Linked DNA regions of Gossypium hirsutum: region 2 is linked to region 1. A link is a contact called in public Hi-C data. All regions are on one chromosome and are shown on one strand. The core of a region is the stretch at or near the end of the contact, and the rest is flanking DNA. Distances in the headings are between cores, read along the strand shown.

Region 1 (3,354 bases), core at 720-3,219:
GGGTAAAACTGCTCATTGAATTCATTCTAGAATTCTTCCTAAGTCCTAATTGCAGCCTGACCATGCTTTTCATTTGTGGACCTACGCCTCCACCAAATAAGAGCAAAATCAGTAAAATATCGAGCAATAGTATTTACCTTAGCATCGTCATTCTTGATGCCCACAGCATGAAAGTATTGCTCCATCTCCCATAAGAAATTGTTTACTTCTCTCGCGAACCTTGTCCCCTTAAACTTCTCTGGTTTGGGGACATCAATCTCTTAGTTTAGTATTGCACTCAACACCCCTTTACCCACAACTTTGCACACAGTAAGCTTTCCCTTGAGCTCCTTGATTTTTGCATTCAAATCCGTCATTGTGGCTTCGTTTTCTTCCTTCATAGCTGTTATCCCATATTCAAGAGCATCATTTTCTCTGTCGGCTTACTCACAGTAGTATTGAGGGGCGTATCCACTGCGTTTATATTGGAACTAAAGGCATTCGACACATATTCCTTGAACTGCTCTTTCATTGGATCTAACTCATTAATGTGTGTCTCCACTACCTCAAGTATTTCCTTCACTTTCCCTGTGGATTCATTTGGATTGACCATACGACTTTCCAAAGACAACAACATATCTCTGGATCTGCTTTGTTTCTTGGACCTCCTATGGGTCTCCATCGAAACATTCTACTTGTCTGCTCCTTTCGACATCTCAACGACACCTTCGCAACCTTAACTTTGATACCAACCGTCATGATTAAGTTGAGACCAAAATTAAAATTTATTTTTGAAAAATCATAACAAAAATTTAAATTTATTTTGAAAAATCATCAAATTAAAGAGAGGGAAATTTTAAATAAATGAAAATAATTTTCAAGCCATTATTATTATTATTATTGGGCTTAATATTGAAATGTGTTAAGTAAAAAAACCCAAAGATTTGAGCCCGGTTGATTTAAAACTTACTGTGAATCCAAATCAGTTTTACAAGCCCATATTTGAATCTAATTGAGCTTGCTGATAAATTTTTAACCCACTTCAAGGCTCAATCAACTTCCAAATTGGTTTATCACTGAAGAGTCCAAATTCTTTCTTTTTATAAAAAATGAGAAGAATTCAAAGGCCCGTTTGTTTAAAGGCCTAAAATTTGATTTCAGGTCCACTTTACTAGTCAAGCCTAAATTAGGATCAGAGTCCAATTAAGTTAAATTTGGGTCTGACCCAACCCAGCAACGGAGCCCAAACGCCCACATTAGTGTCGCAGGTGTGAATACAAGCAAGAAGGGTAAAACAATGAAAGAACCACAAACACAAAGAAGCATATGGGAGATTAACAATAATACGAGTATTAAAAAGCGGAATAACCTGCAAGAAAAAACAAAAAAAAAAAGCCCTTGAAAAAAGAGAAGCCCCTGAACACGCCGTTAAAGGTAGACCCTCGGCCTTGCTCCACTGCCGTTTACTTTCACGTGCATGCATAAACAAATGGTGGTGAGCTCCGATGAAGGGCTTTCACCGAACTAAGTCCTCGGTTCTAAGACTGTTTGGTGAATCCATGCGTTTATTCCTTCCAGCTTCCTTTCCTTTCCTTTTTCCCCCTTTTTTTATTTCGTAGATCTGGAACGGAGAACCCTTATTGAAAAAAAGGGAAAATTTTCAAGTTCTTTTTTCCATTTTCCCCTACGAGGCTTTTCTAGTTTGAAACCCAGAAACGAAGAAAAACAAAAATGAAGAAGAAAAAAAACAATAAGTTTTTTAGTCTCCGATCACAACGTGTGGTGCTCCGCCGCTGGAAACCGAAGAACCTTGGATTCTCCAGCGGCGGAGCTGCCCGAGAGACAAAAAAGAGGAAACGGGAGTATAAAACTAAATTTCAGAAAAATGAAAATCAAAAGGTTCTTTTCTTATTTTTTGACTTATATAGTGGGGGATGAAAAGTTTGCAGCCCAGTCCCTCACGTGCCTGAGTTTACCCTTTTAGGGCTTCTGCCTTTTTGTTTTTGAAAGTCGATACAATTTAATCTTGATTTTAAGAAATGTGAGCAAATTAATTGCTCCTTTAGTCCCTCCGTTTCGACATTTCCCTAATTTAAGGAAAAAAAGATTTATCTTTAGTCATATTTCATTTTATTTATTACTTTCCTTTCATTTATTTTTATCTTGTTTCCATAGTACTTTTCCTTATTCATTTTGTTTATTCCATTAATCCAAACATTACCTTTGTTTTAATTTGGGTTTTTAGGGTCTCATTTCATTTTATTTATTCTTTTTACAGAATTTACCATGCATATTTTATTATCATGATATTGGTATGTTGAATTAAATTTACTTGATTATTGCTCTTATATACATATATATATATATTCCTAGTATGATGATTGTTGATGTTTTTAGGACATAGGTTAGGCTTAAATTTATGTTATAAGATTTTGGATCTATTTTATCTAGTAGTTAGTCCTTAGAAATTTTAGGATTGACTTAAGATATTTTAAGTTTCTTTTAGGTTTCTATATTTTATATTTAATTAGAATTATAAGTTCTCATTCATTTTAGTTAGATATTAGGATTCTCTTTAGGTTGCTAGAACTTAAATTATGAAATTAGATTTTTAGATTTATTTCAAATCTTTATTACCTAAATGGGAACTTTTAATCTTTTTTCTTTTAAAGCCACGTCATTATTATTCAGATTTTTAAAAATTTTAAAATTAATTTAAATAAAAAGAAAATCCTTTTATATTTTTTAAAAAATTAATATTTAATATAGTCCTAAAAACTCCACGAATAAATATTACCTAGTTAAACCTTTTTCTTGCTTTTATTTAACAATTATATCACTAAATATTATTTTCATCTCCATAAAATCCTTTTTTCTCAGTGATCTCACCTTACCTTGAAAAAAATCAATATTGTAAGTTTAATAATCTTTTAATCCTTGGTGACTGGTTTGTGTTTTCTTTTAATTTCACATTATGGTTTCCTTGTGCTCATTGCTGCTGCTTGGGTGCAGCAACTTAGAGAACTCGATGAGGATGAGTTGATGGTGTTGGAAGGCTGTTGATGAGTAGAAGAAGAGAAGAGGGATTTACAAGAGATGCCATTGAGAAATATTGAAAACAGAGAATAGATTATGATATTTTTGTGAGGGCTTACATTTGCTAAAAATAGCAACCAATCTTCCTTCCCATGTTCGGCCCTTGATAGTAGGGAGAGTGGTTGAGATGGTTTGCTATAATTAGCTAGGTGCTTGAATGTGAAAGCTTAATAAATGGAGAGGTTGGAACGGGTAAGAGGAAAAGTTTAGGGCTATTTTACAATTGTTAAAATCAGCTTAAAATAGCTGATTTGGGCAGCAAATTGGGTCGACTTGGAC
Region 2 (3,168 bases), core at 267-2,766, 200 kb after region 1:
AGATGTGATTGGAAAATGTTAAATTTGAGTTTTCTACAAATTTGAATATTCTACTAATAATAATATTTAATTCAAATTTAAATAATAATACTTGAATAATTTTAAAAAAAATTGTGAATTAATTTTAAGCAAATGTTTATGGTTTTTTTAATTAATAATATGAAAAATAAATAATTATGGAAATGAAGTGAAAAGTAAATTATTTATGAGAATAGATCGTTTGAACAATAAGGCAGCATTGTCAATGTGTCAGGCGATACTACCCATAATATATAATATTTTAATAAAAATAAATAAAATACAAATAAATACAATTTTAATTTTCAGAAGAGGTGTCGCCAAACAAGGGAACAACGCTCCTTTTTCACACGTTATTTTACTTTTTATATTTTATATTTTTAAACAAATTTTATATGTTTTTATTTATATGTTTGTATTTTATAATTCTATTTTATTTAATAAAAAAGGATAATTTTTTTTAATTTCTTAATTTTATACATTTTTTGGCATTTATAGTTATAAATTTTGAAATTTTAAAATAATGAACAAACCGATAAAATTTTAGTAAAATTGAAATAAAAACATTAGGGTAAAGTACCTAAATAATCACTCAAGTTTTTTAGTGAGTTCTTACTTTAGTCACTGAATTTTTTTTTTTTGTTAATTTCTCCACTCTTAGGTAAATTTCCAATTCTAGTTACTCTAATGTTAAAATGTATTTGGTCACAAAACAAAATACCGATGTCACCTTCTTTTTATTGGTATAATAACAAATTTAGCCCTTAATATTTTTACATATTCTATTTCTAAAAAAAATTCAATACATTTCACTCTCAACGTTTACACATTATCAACTCGTACATTATTCTAAATATTTAGAAATTAAGAATATAAATTAAAAAATAAAACAACTCAATCATTTTTTATAAATATTAAAAAATTCGATAACGAAAACAGAAAGTTGTTAAAAAACTTGAGTGACTATTTAGGTAGTTTACCCTAATGTTTTTAATCAATTTTAGAAAAAAAACTTATCAGCTTGTTAAATATTTTAAATATTCAAAATTTTATGATTATAAAATATTTAAAAATTATAAATTTAGGAATTAAAAAAATTTAACTTTTTTCATTAAATAAAATAAAATAATAAAAACTAAAAAATATAAACATAAAACTTTTAAAAAAATTTAATAAAGAAGTAAAATGGCATGTGAAAAGGGGATGCGACTCCCTTATATGACGACACCCCTTTTGAAAATTATAATATTTTTATTTTATTATTAAATTATTTATTTTTATATTCATATCCCGTGAACCATTCTAAATAATTTATTTTCCGGCCCGTTCCTATTATTAAAGTGAAAAAACCGTTATGCCTATGCTTATAACTAATACTTGAATTAATTGGATAAGACAAGACCCCTGCTTTGGCACTTGTATGAGCTTAAACGTGCCCAACCGGGAGAAAAGATGAAAAGAAAAAGTGGGCGTATTGTGGCAGTGCTGACATCTAACTCTGTAACAAAGTTGTGCATTGTGTTGTAACAATGCACTGCGCCCACCAGACAGACAATGTCCATGGATAAGATCACAACACATTGAAACTTGCCTTTCTATTCCCTAAAATTTTGATCTGGGTTTAAATTATTTACAAACTCAAATGGAAAAGGATCCAGAAGTTAAGTCGGGGATGTTGTGGATGGGCCTCTTTTATCTAAACAATATAAAAAATAAAATTAATGACTGAAATTATATGCCCATAAGATTATTTACCAAAATAGTATAATTTTATTGTTGACAGGCGGCATCGAATTGAAATGTAATGATCTAAAGTATTCAAAGATCTGTTATGTAATTTTTCTATTTAGAATGGGTGCTAAAAAAAGGAAAAAGATACCGCTGACATTGCGAGTGCACTTAAACTTTAAATATGGATAATTATCTTGTAAGTCTTTCTTATTTATTATTTTTTTATTTTCCTTCAACTCACTATATTGTGTTTAAACAAGCCCTTAACTTATTTTTGAAGTTAAATAAGCCATTAACTTATGATTTTTACTCATAAAAGCCCTTTATTTTAATATTAAAGTAAATATATTTTACCCAAAGTAAAGCTATTTAAAAAAATATAAACTAATTCACATTTTATATTGATCTGAATTTGATGAGAATAATTTATTAAATAAAAAATTAAAATTTTTAAATTTCTTGAGAGTGCTTATATACATGATATTCTTAACTACTCTTTTGAAATTTTTGATTACTTTTTTTAGATTTTATGTTGATGTTAAAGTGTATATAATTTTTATTGCATCAACAAATAATTAAGGTAAGAGCTTGAAATTCAAAATATATATATTTACTTTAATATTAAAATAAAGGGCTTTTATGAGTAAAAACCATAAGATAAGGGCTTATTTAACTACAAAAATAGGTTAAGGGCTTGTTTAAACACAATATAGTGAGTTGAAAGGGAATAAAAAGAAAATAATAAATAAGGAGAGCTTATAAGGCAATTAGCCATATTTAAAGTTTGGTGCCGCCACACCCTTTCCCTTTTTTTCAGCAGCCATTCTAAATGGAAAATTGCATAACATATCAATGAATACTTTAAATCATTACATTTCAGTCTGGTGCCGCCAATTTGACAGGCGGCACCAGTAAAATTATACCATTTTGGTAAATAATCTTATAGTCATACCATTTCAGTTATTAATTTTATTTTTTGAATTATTTAGGTAAAAAAACCTGTGGATGGTTTTGATTTAGAAAATTAATTTTATTTTTATTAAATTTAAATTGATTTTTAGTTTTTAGAATATATTATATTTAAAGTAGTAAAATAATTAAAAATATATTTTTTTATTTTTTTACTAAATAAATCATTTCATCAAATTATAGTTTAAAATTTTTAAACCTAAAGTTAAATGTAAAGATAAAAAAATAAATTATAACAAACAATTCAGAAAATAAAAAAAAAAAAAAAGCTAACCTAACTGTACCTGACTCAACACTAACTCTTATTTAAATAGAAGGTATTTGTATTTTTCATAAATTTAAGTTTTAGTTATTTTACTTGTATCTTGACTTTCAATATTTGTCTAGTGGATAGATAGAGTTTCAGTATTTTTTTTATTTTAAAAAAAATCAGAACAGTGTGTAAATTAT

Evidence for each region. A called contact is a pair of places that touch in the nucleus more often than the background predicts.
Region 2: a Hi-C map of leaf shows a contact between it and region 1, with 2.3 times the contacts expected there. The contact joins two enhancer-like sites. A contact is called at or near these places in 2 of 34 Hi-C or Micro-C datasets (both in leaf).

Annotation. Positions count from the first base shown.
Region 1 is chrD02:46,955,727-46,959,080 of Gossypium_hirsutum_v2.1, forward strand. No RefSeq gene overlaps it. Among protein-coding and RNA genes, the nearest start is that of LOC107922260, 6.4 kb to the left of the region's middle. Within about 2 kb of position 1,970, at least 8 of the 9 cell types and tissues checked have an H3K27ac peak or open chromatin away from gene starts, as enhancers often do. A contact at or near this core is called in leaf, where this site is marked.
Region 2 is chrD02:47,157,120-47,160,287 of Gossypium_hirsutum_v2.1, forward strand. No RefSeq gene overlaps it. Among protein-coding and RNA genes, the nearest start is that of LOC121215010, 6.1 kb to the right of the region's middle. Within about 2 kb of position 1,517, at least 2 of the 9 cell types and tissues checked have an H3K27ac peak or open chromatin away from gene starts, as enhancers often do. A contact at or near this core is called in leaf, where this site is marked.